Regions from separate parts of the Mus musculus genome. Here region 1 is linked to region 2. A link is a contact called in public Hi-C data. All regions are on one chromosome and are shown on one strand. The core of a region is the stretch at or near the end of the contact, and the rest is flanking DNA. Distances in the headings are between cores, read along the strand shown.

Evidence for each region. A called contact is a pair of places that touch in the nucleus more often than the background predicts.
Region 1: a contact with region 2 is called in a Hi-C map of pancreatic cancer cells, with 1.6 times the contacts expected there. The contact joins two enhancer-like sites. A contact is called at or near these places in 3 of 15 datasets of contacts at CTCF or cohesin (CD8 T cells, the NIH/3T3 cell line and pro-B cells), 9 of 484 Hi-C or Micro-C datasets (the C3H10T1/2 cell line, the HPC-7 cell line, Th1 cells and 6 more), 5 of 115 datasets of contacts at active chromatin or transcription factors (CD8 T cells, the HPC-7 cell line, acute myeloid leukemia and 2 more) and 1 of 9 other capture datasets (embryonic stem cells).

The regions. Positions count from the first base shown.
Region 1 is chr2:102,953,623-102,959,212 of GRCm38.p6, reverse strand. Gm34483 (a long non-coding RNA gene) reads right to left here. Exons shown (of 6, transcript XR_866583.2): 5 at 2,099-2,299. Among named protein-coding and RNA genes, the nearest start is that of Gm34483, 15 kb to the right of the region's middle. Within about 2 kb of position 2,117, at least 60 of the 459 cell types and tissues checked have an H3K27ac peak or open chromatin away from gene starts, as enhancers often do. A contact at or near this core is called in the NIH/3T3 cell line and pancreatic cancer cells, where this site is marked.
Region 2 is chr2:102,802,052-102,807,755 of GRCm38.p6, reverse strand. No RefSeq gene overlaps it. Among named protein-coding and RNA genes, the nearest start is that of Gm13872, 58 kb to the right of the region's middle. Within about 2 kb of position 1,780, at least 31 of the 459 cell types and tissues checked have an H3K27ac peak or open chromatin away from gene starts, as enhancers often do. A contact at or near this core is called in the NIH/3T3 cell line and pancreatic cancer cells, where this site is marked.

The sequences.
Region 1 (5,590 bases), core at 868-3,367, 150 kb before region 2:
ATACTTTCCCTGTACAGATGGTGAATGGGGAACGTGCCACCCCAAGGTGAAGCTTGAAGGAAAAGATGAGTGAACAGGACAGTACCTGGGAGGACAGCCAGGAAGCAGGTGTGGCGGGAAGGGGAGCCAAGAAGACATTGGTGGGAAGTGAAGTCAGAGGGAAGGGCCCAGGCAGGTCACCAGAGGTTGTGAGGCTTGGCTCTTTCTCAGAGTACTGTGGAAGGCCCTGGGTGTGTATATGTGTGGAAGGGGGCGTGCTAATGGAAAGAACAGTATGCTATGACTTCAGTTTAATTCATATAGACTGCATGGAAAGAATTCACAGGAGGTAGGTGAAAGTGCGACAGAGCCAGTTAGGAAGTCAAAAAGATGAGCGAATCCAATGTCCTGACAGCTGCAGTGGAGATGGTGAGAACCGGATGTATCTTATGTCACTGATGAAATCAGATTTACTGTTTGGAAGCGGGCCGTGAATCAAAGTGAGGTGGCAAGGTTTGGCCTGAGCAGCTGAAAGAATGGAGTCCTTGTCAACTGAGACGTGGGAGAGCAGGTGTCGTGGGAGCTTCTGAAATTCTGTTAGCATGCGTTAGGATGGACGGCTGTTAGGTATCCAAAACAGGAGTGATAAGGAGGCTGGTGAAGGTAATGAAGCTGGAGTTTGAAAGTCAGGCTGAAGACATGCATTTGGGAGTTGGTGTTGACTGTCTTCAGACTGGATGAGGTCACTTTGGGAGGAGACAAATGGAGATAAGAGAAGCCCTCTAATGAAGGGTCCTCAGCGATCAGCCCTGCCCTCGGGCCTGCTTCCATAGCAGGAAGCAGATATACTGCTGGTAGAAGAGTTAGCTCCAAGGCTGGCTTTACTCCAGATGGCTGGGTTGTTCCAGGTGTAAAGATGACTGAGGTAATATTCTGTCTCCAAAGTTGGACGTCAGTGGAAACCAAACCTTCTGTGAGGAGTGCCACAAGCAAAACTCTTAGCTCTGTCCCAAGCTCAGCTGGGATTTGACTTGCAAGGGGCCACCCTAGGACGAGCCAGTGCCATAGTTTCCTCCCATGGTCTTTGGTTAAGCGCAGGGCATTCCGTTCTTGTGGTAGAGCATCCAGTCTTTGGACAAGCAGGGCATCCTTCCCACAGTGAGCTGTGACTGAGAGCCGGGACCTGGAGAGGTACTACCCCACACATTTTATTCATTAGCTGAAAATCTCTCAATGTTTTCCATTCTCCTTCCAATGAGTCACCAAATGAATAGAGCCCCTGCTCAAAACTTAATCCGAACCACACAGGATTTTATGGTTTGAACAAAAAGAAGAAATGTAAGGACAGGCTCCAAGGCTGATCTTAATGTTCACAGCTAGATGGCAAGGGGGAATGACAACCTTGAAAGGCTTGCCACCACCTCTGCTCTTCCCATGATGATGTCAAGGAACTTCGATAAGATTCTTCACAGGCGATTATTAAAAGCAGCCTTTTCAAAACAACAACAACAAGAAGAAATCTAATGGAAATTCTAATATAGATGTCTATAATAAATATCCATAAATATAAAAAAGCAGCTTTTTCTCTTGACAGACATTTAGTGGTGACATTGCCAGTTCTGAGTGTCTGTTCTATGCTAGATATTTTGCTTTGTCTATTTAAGATAGGAAGCTTATTTATCTAAGATTTTAATTAATTGATTGGTTTATTAAATACCGACATTAGCAAATCTTTTCTTATTGCTGAGACAAAATACCCTAGGGAAACAACGTAGGCTTCTAGTGTAAGGTTCCAGTCCACCATGGAAGGGAAGGCATGGTGACAGCAGCTCAGGTGACCACATTGTAGCTGCAGTCAGAATGGAGAGAGAGAGAGAGAGAGAGAGAGAGAGAGAGAGAGAGAGAGAGAGAGAGAGAGAGAGATGCTGGTGCCCAGCTTGCTTTCTCTGTTTCATCCAGTCTAGGACCTCTCTGCCCACTGGCACAGGCCACAGTTAGGTGAGCCTTCTCTATTCAACTAATCTTGAAACTACCTCACAAATATGCCTCGAAGCTTGTTGCCATGGTGACTCTATATCCTGTCACATATACAGTCATTATTAATCACCACAATACCTACTCATCAAATGACTCTCAGATCTCAGGTCTGGTGCTTTGTGTTTCACATGAGACGATGAACGAGGCACATGAGTCTTCTACAGTAGCTGCAGCAGGAAGGGTAAAAAAGGCAGCAGATCCATCAGCTCATGGGAAACTTACTAAGTGCTATGAGGTACTGTCGGGCTGCCAGCCCAGAGGGCGCGTCTTCATGAACTGCAGGCTAAACATAGAAATAAAAGCAAGTTACATTTTTTACAGCTTATTGTTATTTCTGACTTAGGAAATGGTTTTTGGAGAGTCACAGCAGGATTTTTAGAAATGAGATTGCTTGTCCCTGAGTTAGGATATTAGCAACATCCATGACCTCATGAAGGCAGCTTACATCTCCTAACATGCTTTTCAAATGACGTAGCTTTGCCTCGCTGAAGAAATAAATCAAAGGAACGGCCCAATCACCCCAGAACTATGATCTACATCTACCCAACAGCTGTTTTCACTTGTGCCGGCCCACTTTTCAGGGGCTTGTAATGTCTAGGAAAGTCTTTGTGACATAGTTGAGAAAATAGTTTAAAACTCACTATGGGGCCCTTGATTGTGGGAAAAGTAGATCACACCTTCTCCTCAAGAGGAATGATGTATTGAGGTCCACAGACAACATGGGCTGAGCCTTGTCCTTCTTAAACTGCTTCCACGGGCTGACCGAGGCCAGCCCACACCAGAATCCTATGATTTGACAGCTTGTCTAATTGGATCACAAGCCACAAATCTTACATAGCAGCTCAGACATGTGGTCATTTTCCTGGCTTTTGGATATTTCTGACTGATACTTCTACAGCAGAAACTCATGTGTTTACCCAGCTTCCCAATCTGACCTCACGTGGTCAGTCAGAGTCATAAGTGTGACAAAACCCCTCTTCACTGTAGCTGCACCAGTTGGACCTGGACATCCCATGGTCATTTAGTCTGTGCATTTTGAATGGTTGTTGATCTTTGTAGTAGCCTCCATATGCTTCAAGAAGAACCAAAATGTTTTCTGGATGAGGATTGAGAGCTACACTTATCAGTGTGTACTTAAAAGTCATGCTAAATGGACTCAGTAGGTTGTGATTATATATGTACATATACATGTACATGTACAAGTAAAAATACAAATACAAATACATATATACACATACATATACATATTATAGTAATTATAGAAGATGTCCCAAACTTAATAGGGAGTAGGGGAACACAGAAAGAGTTGTGGGGAGAGGGAGGAATAGATATGAAGTAAATACAACACCCAGGTATAAAATTCTCAAAATAAAAAAGACAATTTAAATTGAAAAATCTCTTCTAAGATGTCATCTGAACTTATCCTCACTTAGATAGACAGTAAGTCTATACATTGCCTCTGTGGAATCTTTCAGCTGATTTTTATGAACAGGAGTAAGAAAGCCAAGAGACCCAACTGAAGCTTTCTTTACTTGAGGAAGAGGCTGGTCTCTAAGCATCACCCCCTGACACACAGACACACAGACACGCAGATACACAGACACACACACACACATACACACACACACACACACACACACACACACACACACACACACACACACACACTCCTTGCTGTTCCTGGTCCTTAAAACTGACCACATCTCTTCCTCCTTCACTACCGATCAACACCAGCACCTCCCAGTGTTTGAATGGTCTGATGCTGAATTTCATGTTTTCAGTTGGCTTCTATCTGAATTGCACACCCACCTGGTTCTGCAGCCACAGGTTGCAGATGTCTTTGGTTCTTCGAGGCTTGCAGTTCTGCTGTGACTCATGGTCCCTCGCTTTGGATCCTCACTTTCTCTCTCAGTGAAACTCTGAACCCCCCCCACCCCCCCACATCTTGACCCTGCCTGACTCAGATCCTGTCAACCTGGGACGTGCTGCCCTGCTGTAACTTTCCCCTTCCTCTAAGTAACCTCTGGCAATCATGGATACATGGATATGTGGATACATGGATATGTGGTGCTTTCTCATACAAACTCATCATAGAAAGTATGGCGGGGTACCACAGCGGCATTGTGATGTTTGAAATCCAGGCCCTGCCTTTATGTTTTATGTTGCTATCTTAGTGTGTTTTCTGTGAACGCCTGACAAGAGGAATATCCAAAGAGAAGTTGTTTGCTTATGAAATTTCCAGATATTGAAAATCTAATGCTGAGGACTCATTTCTGTTGAGAGTCTTCTTACTAGTGGGGCATATCTACTGAATTCCAGAAGGTACAGGGTGTTGCATAGCAAGACAGAGCCATCAATCAGATATATATATATATAGAGAGAGAGAGAGCTCACTTTGACAACAAAGTCATTCCAGCAACAATGCATTAATCTGCTAATCCATTAATCCATGGATGGATTAATCTCCATGGCAGGGTCCTTGTGACTCATTTACCTCCCAAACACAAATAGCAAGGGAGATTGGGAACTGACTTTTGCAGCAAACCCATGATCAGTTCTCAGACCCACTTTGAACAGTTTGAAACAAGCTGTATCTTCAGTTTTAGGGGCCCCAATGTCTTCTCTGGCTTCTCTGGGCACCTGCATACATGTGATGCCCATGTACTCACTCAGGCTCCTATACATATGCATAAATTAAAAATCAAAAATTTAAAAAATAACTCTCTTCTTTTGACAAGAATAGAAACTTCAAGAAAATATAGAAGTTCCCACCCAGAGGTAAGAAAACTGATAAGAATAAGAAAAATGATAAGAATAAGAAAAATAATAAGAAAACTGAGAACTTTGGCGGTTCCTCAGAAAACTGGACATAGTAATACTGGAAGATCCAGCAATACCACTCCTGGGCATATACCCAGAAGATTCTCCAATTTGTAATAAGGTCACATGCTCCACTATGTTCATAGCAGCCTTACTTATATTAGCCAGAAGCTGGAAAGAACCCAGATGTCCCTCAGCAGAGAAATGGATTACTACTCAGCTATTAAAAACAATGAATTTATGAAAGTCTTAGGCAAATGGATGGATCTGGAAGATATCATCCTGAGTGAGGTAACCCAATCACAAAAGAACACACATGATACGCACTCACTGATAAGTGGATATTAGCCCAGAAACTTAGAATACCCAAGATACAATTTGCAAAACACATGAAACTCAAGAAGAAGGAAGACCAAAGTGTGAATACTTCGATCCTTCTTAGAAGGGGGAACAAAACACCCATGGAAGGAGTTACAGAGACAAAGTTCGGAGCTGAGACAGAAGGAAGAGCCATCCAGAGACTGCCCCACCTGAGGATCCGTCCCATAAACAGCCTCCAAACCCAGACACTATTGTATATACCAACAAGATTTGGCTGACAGGACCCTGATATAGCTGTCTCCTGTGAGGCTATGCCAGTGCCTGACAAACTCAGAAGTGGATGTTCACTGTCATCTATTAGATGGAACACAGGGTCCCCCAATGATGGAGCTAGAGAAAGTACCAAAGGAGCTGAAGTGGTTTGCAGCCCTAT
Region 2 (5,704 bases), core at 531-3,030:
CACATGCTACCAGCTGGCTTGTATAGGCCTGGCAGGGACCTAGAAAGAAAATGAATGCTTACATAGCTCCTAGTGGTCAAAGCCCAAAACTAACTTTGTATGATTCCACCATATTGTTTTGGCCAAGCCCAAACCCAAGTGCAACTTAGATTTAAAGGAGAGAGAGAGACAGAGACAGAGACTGAGAGACAGAGAGAAACAGAGAGACAGAGACACACAGAGAGATTGATTGATTCTGTCTTCCAGTGGGAAGAGCTATAAAGATACCTTCCAAAGAATGAGACAGGAGGAGACCAATTACAAGGCCTTTTAGTACAAACAGTTTATAGTGGGTGTGTTGAAAGATTTTCATGGCTTAAGGCTACCTCTGATATTTATGTTTATGTTTATGTTCATGTTTTTGTTTCAGAAACACCATTTAGGCCATAGCAGTAACATAGCATGGAAAACCATGAACAAATTCATAAATGCCATTCTATTGGAGAAGAAGGAGCAGACACACGCAAGTATGTATGTTTGGGAGTATCCAGAGCATTATAAAGATCACGAGCACTGGTGTCAGGACTAAAAGCTGGGTTTTTTAATATTGGTTCTTTCACCTACTTAGCAGTCGGATCCTGCTTACATTTCTTAAATAACTGGAGTTGTAGTTTATCACCCGAAATAAAGAGTGGGCAGGAAAAGTGTCCACGGCTAGGGTATTAGGTAAGGTTCTTAGTGTTATCTGGTGTGTTATAGGCTCTCAAAATGTTAATTTCAAGGCTGAGGAGATGGTTCATTCAATAAACCATCTGCTGTCCAGGCACGAGGGCCTACCTGAGTCCACATCTCCAACATCCAAGTAAAAAGCCACATGTGGAGGTACCCCAACCTCTGGGACCCCCAGTATAGGCAGATCTCTGGGGCTCACTGGTTAGACGGCCTGGCTTAAAGGACTTCCATGTTCAGTAAACGACCCTGTTTCAAAATCAAGGTGGAGAACAATCAGAGATGTCAAGAACCTTTGAAATCAATCTCTGGTCTTCCCATAGGTGCATACAGCCATAGGAACACATTCATACAATACAAACACGCAGACATATAGACACACACACACATATGCACACACATGCATGAGTACACAACACCTACTGACACAGACACACAAACAAACATACACACATGAATTCCTACCTGCCATGTCAACATTTATACAGTAGGTCTTTAGTTTCTTCCTTCCCCATCCCTTCTTGTTTCCTGAACTCTGACCCTAATTGTGTGGTTATTAACTTAGGGTGACTATATCCATATTATTTAAAGATCTAAGGCACCTTGTGAGGCAAGCTCATTGATTTTCACAGAAGAGCTTTTGTTTTCAAAGCAAGACCTAAGAGCAAGGAGTCACCAAAGCAAACATCTGGTATCCTTGATGAAATATCAGCCTATCCAAGATGTGGCTACACATTAACCAAAATTGGGCACCAAGCTGTGGCTTTTGATGTCATCCTCAGGAAGTGTCTTACCCCACCTTTACTCAGATTGAGCGCACTCCCCCTTCCTAGTACCGCCTTGACCGTGTCCACCTGTCACTAACATAGTTCAATCTTATCAGTTTCCCCATTGTCCTCTCTCTTCCACTTTGGCAAACTTATTGAGAACAGGCTTTGTGTTTGTACCTCCAAACGGGAACAAACATCCCAGCTCAATTATGGCCTCCAAAGTTACTATCTAGTACTGATCACTTATGAATGTCTGTGTTTATACATTCAACTAGTGATGAAGAAATCCTTATCCCATTTTTAATGGATGAGTCAGCTAGGAACACAGAGAAGTATATTGTAGTCTCCAAACCACCCAAGTAGAAAGTGGTAGAGTTATGCTGGAGTTCTGACTTCCCCTGTCTCATTGCCTATTGTCATAAGTTTGTTAACTTGAATTTGTTGATATTAAGAGATCATTTTCAAACCTTATAAGCCAGGCCAACACTCCAGAGCTCTCTGTGGGAGTCAAAGAGTCTTCCTGAAGCATAAGTGAAGATATGTACCATGTAGGCTATATTGACGAAGGAGTTTATTTAGAAACCTATAAACACCTCCTAGATGCTGTATTTATTGGAAGAAGGAGGATCAGGTCATGTGGAAGTGTGGGGAGTTGTGCCATGGTGGCCCACGCAAAGGGTCATAGAGTTAGGAAGTCTGATCCAGCACCCTGGCCTCGGGCCCCACTTCTTGCCTCTGCTGACATCTAGTCTTCAACACCAGTAGTTTGTTTGCTTGTTAGGGCTCCCCATCTCCCGCCCCTTCCATCCCACCCTCCTCAGGCTTCCAGACTGCTGACCTCATCACGTGGTGACTGCTGTTTTCCAGCAGCTTCATCCAAACCACTTCCTCCATCCTCACCCCCGGAGGAGAAATGGCAAAAACTCCAGGAAAAGCAGCTAACATCTAGTTTTAGCATGACCGTCTTTAAAGTCAGACCCTGGGTTCAAACCCAACTTTGCCATACTTTGTTTACTGATGTGTATCTTAAGTAATTTAGCAATGATGTGTCTTCATTTTCTCATCTGTAAGATGGGAATAGTCATTTCTATCAGAAAGATATCTGGGAAATTGAATGAGACAAAAAGACAAAATTTGATAGGAGCATATGGCTTTTCTGTTTCTCATTCCTCACACCAGAAGTGCTGACACCCTAGTCTTCTCACCCAGATACTCAAATAGCTATTAGAGAGGAAACAGGGACCTCTCTTGTTTTCTGGGGAGTGTGGAAGTAGGCAGGTATGTTACTGCTTTTTATTTTATTTTATTTTATTTTATTTTATTTTATTTTATTTTATTTTATTTTATTTCACAAAGGCCTTGCCAGAACTTGGTGTCCTCTAGATGTAGAGAGGAGAGAACGGCTACCCATTCCAGGGCCCAGCCTCCTCAGAATCTAGGCAGACAATTTGGAATTTATCTGCTTAGAAGTGGGGAGGCAGGTTTTGAGCAGTTGGAGACCTGAAGGAAATTCAGATTTCTGATGAAGTCAGTGGAGTTCTTGAGAGCTTTGCTTTTTTACTTTCTCCCTCCTATCACTTGAAGTCTCCTCAAGAAATAGAGAATATCCAGAAAAAGATGTCAGAAAGATAAAAGGAGAAGGGTGAAAAGAAGAAAGGGATCAAAACAGTTATCCAGGAGCACTCAGATAACGGTTGTTTATTAAGTCTCATCTGTGAACACAGTAGCCACATAAATCACAGTAGCTGTAAAGCAGTGGGTTTTAAAAAACAAATTTCTAGACTAGCTGCTCTTGGCTTCTCTTCTAACTGTTTGAAGCCAAGGTTTGGGAAACCACTGAAGCTCAGAAATACAAAGCCCGAGTTGCAAAGCCACTAGTGATGCTGGAGTCTCTCTCAGTGCTGGAGCTTCTCTGAATCAGAAAAAAAATCCCTGATACCTGGGTTCATGTACCTCCTAGAAACTGTCATTTCTTTGTGGCTTTAGGCCAACTTGTTGGCTATTTCTGGCCTGTTGATAATGTGCCCTCTAGTGGAAATCCCAGAAACCTCTCTTTGATCTTTGTGGAAGTTGAATGCTATTTGATTTCAATCCTGAATCCTCAAGGCAAATCTAGAAAGAAGAAGGAAGGTGAACGTGGGGATCCTTTCACTAAAGGCTTGTGTGGAGAAGCAGTGTTTCTGGGTAGTCTGGGCTCAAGCATTCAGATAGTGTTCCATCTTCTGGTTTAGTCAGCATCTTGTATTTGAAAAGGATTCACAGATCATGGGGGAAAGGAGACAGTAAGCTCCAGCATGACCATCATTTGCCCCCTATCTGCTAATTTCTAGACATTTTCTGGTCTATTTGGAGACATCCTTATCCGAGGAGTACAAAGAAGAGTAGTCAAGTGACTTTTCTGAGGAAGATACAAAGAAAGATTTTGACCTGTGACTGATGACCCTGGGCACTGGTTATCTTTCAGGCACTGTCTTAGACATAGTGCATACCAAACTTGAGTTTCTTTCAGTAGATACAGACAATAGAATGTGGTTTACAGAGTTATGAGGACAAAACACATTGATGTCTTAAAGGTCTCAGAATATTGTCTAGCAAGGAGCACTCTGTAAGCACACACATTAAAGTGAGAAAAGTAAAGCAAGACACTGAGCACCTGAGATAAAGCTCCATTTATCCTCATCCTACAGATAGGAAGAGCCAGGCACAGCAAGCATGGCCACTCCACTAGAAAGGGGCAGGGCTGAGCTCTGCATGAACAGCCTGGGACAGAAAACATTCTTTGAACTCCTACATCACTTTGTTTTTATTTGAACACATCAAATCCTCTTTGTGAGGGTTGGTGTGAGGGTGCAGTTGTGTAGGGGGTACATGTAGAGTCTAGAAGTTAGCCTTAGGTGTTGTTCTTCGGGACACCATCCATTTGGGGGTTTTGTTAATGTTGTTGGTTTGTATGTTGTTTCATTTTGTTTTGACGCACGGTGTCTTACTGGCTTGGAGCTCAGTGATTCAGCTAGGCTGGCTAGCTAACAAACCCCAGTGATCCACCATGCTCGACCTTTTATAGTTTTTACTGAGTTCTGGGGATGAGACTCAGGCCCTCGTGCTTGCACAGCAGCAAGCATCTTGACCAATTGAATTCTCTCCCCATCCCTTTAACTAACAAACCAGCCCTCTCAACAGAAGTATTTTCATTGTACTTCCCAAAGAAAGTTGGTGTCAACTCTAATAAACCATTAAACAAATTTCAAGGTGATCAAAATAGATAAAAATGACTCTAAAACAAGATTTGCTCATTAGACAAACAGGTGAATTATAAGTGGGTGGTCTGATTTCACTCCTGTTGCTGGGATAAAATACCTTGGTGAAAAAAAAAACAACTTAGGAAAGAAAGGGTTTACTTTGGTTTACAAATCTAGATTACAGTCCATTGTTGTAAGAAAAGTCAGGGAAGAAACTCAAACATCTAGAAAAAATGCATCTACAGTCAAGACAGAGATAAATTGATGCATATATTCTTGCTAATTTACTTGGGTTTGCTACTGTCATACAGTTTAGGATCCCCTGCCTAGGGAATGATGCCTCCCATAGTGAACTAGATCTTTTCACATCAATTGACTTAATTAAGTTAATCCTCCATATATAGTCCCAGAGGCTCACCCAATGTGGAGAATCCTTCATTGAGACTTTATTCCCAGTGATTCCAGGTTGTGTCAAGTTGATAGTTAAGGCTAGCATTCACAGTGTAGTACAGATAACATGTTAAGTTGTATTTGAGGATCTGATCAACACTCTGCTAGATTAGGCTCTATGTTTTCACTTACAATTATCCTTGTGGAAAGTTGAATTTGCTAGAACAAAATATAGAATCAGTCAATAAAGATATAAGATATAGCTTATTTTTATTTTAGTAGGCTCTTAAAAAGTTAACATTAAAGGTCAAAAAGTATTGGTTGACTTTATTTACAGAGTAAGATAAATAACTAATATCTACCTTCTGGAAAATTTTTTATGTCCATTTATGCACAAATGATCAATAACAAGAAACATTAGATAGAAGGAGAAGAGAAACCTAGCTCCCTGGCTCCTTCAAATTGTTTCAGGGATCTGAATAGTAATGCAGTGTCCGGATGCCTGTGGTGTACATCATAACTGAGATTTAAATAGGAGTAGATCCTTCAGACCATGTGACCAGAGGCTAGGATAATGTTACTGTGGCATCATTGGGG